Regions from separate parts of the Mus musculus genome. Here region 1 is linked to region 2. Evidence: chromatin contacts called from public promoter capture Hi-C data. All regions are on one chromosome and are shown on one strand. The core of a region is the stretch at or near the end of the contact, and the rest is flanking DNA. Distances in the headings are between cores, read along the strand shown.

Region 1 (3,168 bases), core at 553-3,052, 360 kb before region 2:
CTATCAATAATATTTAATTATAAAACTATACTTCTGAAAACATTAGGCTTCCTGGCTGAGGTTTTGATGAGAAATCCAACAAGACTATTTGTTCCTAATAGCCAAGGCATTCTCAACTCAAAGCACAACATAGATTCAATCATGGCTCCTGACTTATGCATAGCATTGCAAATTGGTTCCTGGGCATTAAAGTGCTCTCCCTCTTACCTGTGTATCCAGCATACCAGCCCCAGGAAGCCACCATTCCTAAAAGCCATTTGTACATGAGTCCTTCGATATACCAGAAGCGCTTACTGTCCAGCACTCGGAGTGGCTGCAGTATAATTACATAGCAGATGTAGGATGGAATAGCGACCAGGTTGTTGGCGACCATGAAGGCAAATCTCATCAGGGCTTTCGCTACAATCCAGCCCAGCCACGGAGCTTCTTCCACGGTCACGGCCATTCTTACATTGGCGTCGGTCCTGTCTTTCTGGGGATGAAAGGAAAAAATCATTTCAAAAGGAAAAATGGGTGCAGTCGGCGGCAGCAGCACAGAAATCTCCAGCACAAAAATACAAGAAAACGCGAGGGTCTACGCTCTCCAGATGCAGCGCTCGCTCGCTCGCTCGCTCGCCCGCCTGGCGATCTCGAGGGCAAATTCCAGAGGGGGACAGTGAGGAGGGAGGAGCCGCACAAGGTCAAGAGAGCCGTTCTGCGGGGCACGGGCCACGGCGGAACACAGTTAACCAACGCTAGACCGTCCCGCTAGCCGGTGGCGGCCCCGCACTGCGACCCTCGGTCTCCGCACGCTGCCCCGGACCTGGACCCGGACCAGGACCCGCCGGCCGGAGGTCCCGCCACGCCGGTCCTGAAACGCCCGGCCATGCCTTTACCGGGGCTCCCCCAAGGGCTCGTCCGCAAGAGCGGGGTGCTTGCTTTTCCTCGCCACTGAAGGGGAAAGGAAAGGAGAGGGGCCCAGGAAGGAGGAGGAGGAGAAGGAGGAAGATGAGAGGAAGCCGGCGGGGAGGGGGAGGGGAGCGGGACCAGAAGGTGAAGCCGAGGGGCGAGGGATGCGGAGCCCGTGGAGCCCGCGACGCCCGGCTGAGGAGGCTCGGGCAGCGGTTTCCTCAGGTGAGGAGCCGGACGGCCTCCGGGTCGCCGCGGCGGGCTCTCCTCCGCCGGGTCCCCTCAGCGGGCTCTCCACAGAGGGCTCCCCTCGGCCAGGTATCCTCCTCGGCGGGCTCACCTCAGTGGGCGCGAGCGGCGAGCGGCGACAGGGCCGAGGGCCGGCGGCGGCGGCGGCGGCGGGAGTCCCTGGCCCGGGGGTCGCGGTCATGGACGCGGCTGCGGCGGCCCAGGCGGCCCGAGGCGCGGCGCGAGCGGGCGCGCGGGCGCCCTAGTCCCCTCGCGGCTGCCTGCGGACAGAGGCGCGGTGGGGACTCAGAGGCCGGACCTGTCACCGGGGCGGGTCCCGGGGAGGCGGGCGATGCCCCGCGCCCCCGCCTCCGCCTCCTCCCCGGGCCTACCGCGCCCTCGGCCCTCGGGCCGCCGCCGCCTCCTCCACAGGCCACGCGACCAACGGCACCCTTCCCCGCCCCCAGCGCCTCCCGGGCCCGGCCCGCCGCGCCCCAGGTTTACCTTGGGCAGGCCGGGACCCAGCCCGGGCTGCGGGAGCCGGAAGAATGCATGGCCGGCGGAAGGAGGCGGCGGCGGCGGCAGCGGCGGCGCGGCCCTCCCGGCTCCAGGTCCCGGGCGGCGTGGAGACTCGCTCGCTCCCCAGGGCCCGGTGGCTGCGTGCGCCCCGGCCGGCGGGGCGGGTTGGCGGGAGGAAGCGGCGGCGCCCCTGAGCGCCCTCTAACGAAGGCGCGGCGCGGCCCGCCCCACGGACCCCCTAGTGCGCGGTCGAGGGCGCCCCGGGCCGCCCGGCCTAGGCCCCGGACGTCGCCGAGCTCCGAGTCGGGCGGGGCAGAACGCTGCTCGGAAAGGTCTAGGAAGAAGGCCAGCTCTGCCAGCGCGCGCGGACCTTTCGGGCCCTCCTGGACCCCTTTCAGCCAAAAGGGCCGCTGCGCTGCATTGTTGCGGCTCCTTTGGCCGCCCCAGGCTGGCACGCTTTCTCCTTTTCATTCCTAAAGAAACTCGCTTGGGCTCAGAGCTTTTCTTCTGAACCTCCCCAAGGCATTACGGTCTAGTGTTTTAAATCAATTGTTTTAAGTGCCAGAGTTCTTGTTTCTGGAAAGCACCTGAAACCTGAATGACAACATTTTCAATCCCGCTACACACACACACACACACACACACACACACACACACACACACACACACGGTGGGGGCAGATCAGTGAGAATCCAGTGGTCTGCACAGAAATAGAACTGAATTAATGAAGAAAAAACAATTAGCCACATGCTTGATACTGAATACAATGGCCTTAAGAACTCCTAGCCAGCCCTGATCACTACTAGGACATTAGCTGAATTTGGGTTCAAAGGCTGAACACCATAAGGAATACAGACAGCATACCTAAGACAAAACCAAACCACCAAAACCAAGGGTCCTTTCAGACCCAGTATCTCTTGTTGGGTGTGGTAGCTGATGCTCCTAATCTCAGCACTTGAGAAGCTGAGGCAGGAGGATTGATGTGAGCTTCAGGCTAGCTTAGGATAAAGAATGAGTTAGAGATCCTGTCTATGAATAGGTAAAGCTTTGTGACTAGAGCAGCAGTTTGTTTTCTCCTTCTTTTAAAACCAGGCCTTACTTTCTATGTAGTCCAGGCTGATCTGTAATTTATAACATAGCTCAGGCTGGCCTTCAACATGTAGAAAACATCCTGCCTCATTCTCCCCAAAGTTGGGGTCATAGGTTTGAGCCACAATGCCCAGCTAGGATGGCAGTTTTCACGTGTCTCTAGGGAACTGCCATATTTGAAGGAGTATCACTTATTGTGAAAATGTCAAAGCCCAGTGTGGTGGTTCTCATAGATAATCCCAGCACCAGAGAGGCTAAGGCAGGAGTGCCAGGAGTCCTGGGCCAGCCTAGGCTACTAGACCTTGTCAAAAAAAAAAAAAAAAAATCAAACCAAAAAAATGTTCATGCTTTGATAAAACTGTCCCTCTCTTTCCTCCAACTTTGATCCAGGAATGACAGGCAAGTTGCCTTTTGCCATGTGAAAATATTTTTTTAATTCCTATT
Region 2 (3,259 bases), core at 719-3,218:
GTCAGAAAGAGGTGGGTTTTAATAATAATAAAAATAAATGTATTTACATTAGGACTGCAATCTTGACCTGCTCTGTGAACTGTACCCATTTCCTAATGTACCGATTTGCCTTGTCTACATTAGCATCATTTGTAAATTTTTTAAAAGGAAAAAAAATTTTTTTTAAACCTAGGTGATGTTTTTAGGAGAAATTGAAGAGATCTTAGATGTCATTGAACCAACACAATTCAAAAAAATTGAAGAGCCGCTTTTTAAGCAGATATCCAAGTGCGTCTCCAGCTCTCATTTCCAGGTACCAGCTTCCTTTCTCTGTGACATTCTGTTGTTGTGCCATCCTTTTTCCTGCGGATTTTGAGGTTTCTGGTGTCTTTTTAGGTTGCAGAAAGAGCACTGTACTTCTGGAATAATGAATATATTCTTAGTTTGATTGAAGAGAATATTGATAAAATCCTGCCAATCATGTTTGCCAGCTTGTATAAAATTTCCAAAGAACACTGGAATCAGTAAGTTTCTGTTGTTGTTGGGTTCCATTTAACATACAGTCTCAGTAGCACAGGCTAGCCTTGAACTCTTGGCTCAGCCTCAGCGCTGAGATCACAGGCGTGTACTTCACGTGTCTTTACTTTGCTAGTTGAAGCCTGGACAGATCTGTAACCTATACTGAAGGTGAGTGTCATAGTTGTAGATACTGCTTATCCTTATAAAGCTGTCTATGGATGCTCCTCAGCAAATGGTCTAACCAGCTTGCGGTCCAGTGCCATCGGCTGAGCCAGCTGTATCCGGCCTCCCCAAGCTAGGAACTGAGGACCAAAGGGAGACATGGCATTCAGACATTCCGACTTCTGTGACATTTTTATCTTGCTACCCAGGGTCTAGGATGAGACTACAAAACTCACATGAAGAGAACCAGAATATTGTATCTACATAGGAAGAGGGTAAACATTAGAATCTCTGGCCTGTGAGACTAGACTGTTTCCACTTTAGTTCTAGCATCTGGCATTAATTATGCATTCAGTGTTGCTGGCCTCTAACCCAGAACTGTCTTCTCTTTCTTTCAGGACTATTGTAGCACTGGTGTACAATGTGCTGAAAACCCTCATGGAGATGAACGGCAAGCTTTTTGACGACCTTACTAGTTCCTACAAAGCCGAAAGACAGAGGTACTTGATGAGTTTTGAAAATTCTGTGTTCTTCAGTTCAGAAAGGTCCATCTCTTAGTCGGTGGATCTATGGTGAATATGTTAGGCATTATCATTTGGAAGCCTCTGAGCACTACAGCCATTGTCCAGGAAAGTAATCCCGGTATTTTTATAAATTTGTTAAGACTTTCCTCCTCTAACAGTTAGACTGTGGTTTAAGTGCGGATCGTGTTCGTCCTGATCTCAGCTGAGACATAAGATTTTTCCCGAGAGCTTGATAGTCCTGGTGCTGTGGATCATCAGAGAGTGGTATCTGAAGTCAGCACACTGTCAGGAAGCGAGTCAGAGCTCTGTGATTTTAAGGCCAGGAAGACACAAACAAAAACCTCACAAGGTTCAGGTAGAAATTAGAACCAGGATCCAAGTCCACAAAGCAACAGGCAGGAGAGGTGTGTGGGAACCAAGACCTAGAAATAAAAGCCCTCCTTTACAGCCTGTACTTTCTTTACTTATCTAGTTTTAAAGCTCACTCAGTTTGAACATAAACTGACGGGTGGGTAGATTGCCTTTCTGCTGGTATGGAAGGGTGGGGCTTCTACCTCTCCCTAGGAGGCCTGAGTGTTAACTGTAGCTGACCTAGAGGCCTCGAGTGACTACGGTGAATTAGTGCCATGTAATACCACGCGTGTCACAGAAGCCACGGGCATTGTAATGCTCGCTCCCCACAAAGCCACCAACCAGTGTCTTTCCTGAGCTTCCCATTAAAACTGCTGATCTCTCTACAGAGAGAAGAAGAAAGAACTGGAACGGGAAGAGTTGTGGAAAAAACTAGAGGAGCTGCAGCTGAAGAAGGCTCTAGAGAAACAGAACAATGCTTACAACATGCACAGTATTCGCAGCAGTACCAGTGCCAAATAAAGATCAGCTCCCCCTGCTGGGCGGTCGTTTTGTACACTTTTTTTTTTTTTTGAATATATAAAAACTTCAGAGCAGACCTCATCAGTATAATATAATTAGGAGGCCAGTTTTTCCTGGCAAGCGTAAAAGCGAAAGAATTATGGACTAAAACATAGCCCTGTGCTGTATCACGGCCACAGTATATTGTAAACTCTGTCTAATCATGGATTGTGTCACTGTCTCTGTTGAGTGAGGTGATCGTGGGAGTGGCAAGCGTGTGTTGCGACTTGAGCCCGGTTGTGCTGCACACACAGATGAAGCCGTCCTCTGCACACTTCCTTTATCATGTGTTTTCACCGTGCTGCACACCTTGGTGCTGCACACCTTGAGTACATCTGAGGAAAGAGCCTCGTAAGATAAGCGGAGGGGTTGCCCTTCCCTCACCTCTCCTAGAGAGGTGTGGGCAGGGGACAAGAGCCCAGCCTCATTAAAGACACTGCCATACTCTGGGTTTTACAACATCTGACATTTCCAGGCTTCTGAAGCACAAAGTATTAAAGTTGGGGGGGGGAAGTAAACCAAAATTCTGATGTTCCCAAATCCCCCCTTCAGCAGCGGCTCCCCGGAGCGTGTGCGGAGCAGCACAGGCCACGGGTGGACCCGAGGCTCACCTCCTTCATTCCTCTCCTCCAAGGCTGGAGGCAGGGCCTTCCCAGTCCTCACCCTGCCAGTCCCCAGGCCTGCCTGCCTGCAGGGTGGAGCTCTGGGTCCCTCCCACAGTGTGATGCAGACTGCTAGCTGTCACTGCCTGGCTTTATTTAAAGGAACTGCAGCAGGTGTCCTCAGAGCTGACTATGTAGAAGCTTTGTCTGTTTTTACCTGGTCAGGTATTTTTCACACTGTTGTTACCAGTACCATTCCAGCCTCTTGCCTTGCAGTTGTATGGAAAACTGTTTTATAATGAGAGATCTTTACTGAGGATTGAGCAGCATTTAATAAAGTCTATGTTTGTATTTTGCCTTATGTCATTTGCTCTTTTGTCTCTGGAAGATATTTATATTAGAGAATTATAACTTACGGATGTACTCTAATTAGAATTAGGTTGCTTGTGGTCCAGGGATTAGGAGTCTAGCCATCTAACCGATCTTTTCATAAAATCCCAAGCTTCTTGTCCCTCCGTGTTCTAGGACAGTTTAACATTAAAGCTAGTTTTAACTAAAACG

Evidence for each region. Promoter capture Hi-C pulls out the DNA fragments that hold promoters and counts their contacts.
Region 1: a promoter capture Hi-C map of pre-B cells shows a contact between it and region 2, with 3 times the contacts expected there. The contact joins the promoter of Lpgat1 here to the enhancer-like site in region 2. A contact is called at or near these places in 7 of 39 promoter capture datasets (the 3T3-L1 cell line, the HPC-7 cell line, cranial neural crest and 4 more), 1 of 115 datasets of contacts at active chromatin or transcription factors (forebrain) and 3 of 9 other capture datasets (adipose tissue, embryonic stem cells and liver).

What each region holds. Positions count from the first base shown.
Region 1 is chr1:191,716,658-191,719,825 of GRCm38.p6, reverse strand. It overlaps Lpgat1 (lysophosphatidylglycerol acyltransferase 1), which reads right to left and starts at 1,802. Exons shown (of 8, transcript NM_172266.3): 1 at 1,621-1,802; 2 at 208-472. The coding sequence starts at 445.
Region 2 is chr1:191,351,775-191,355,033 of GRCm38.p6, reverse strand. Ppp2r5a (protein phosphatase 2, regulatory subunit B', alpha) reads left to right here. Exons shown (of 13, transcript NM_144880.4): 9 at 1-11; 10 at 173-292; 11 at 376-503; 12 at 1,059-1,160; 13 at 1,925-3,053. The coding sequence ends at 2,057. Among named protein-coding and RNA genes, the nearest start is that of Pacc1, 28 kb to the right of the region's middle. Within about 2 kb of position 1,968, at least 35 of the 459 cell types and tissues checked have an H3K27ac peak or open chromatin away from gene starts, as enhancers often do.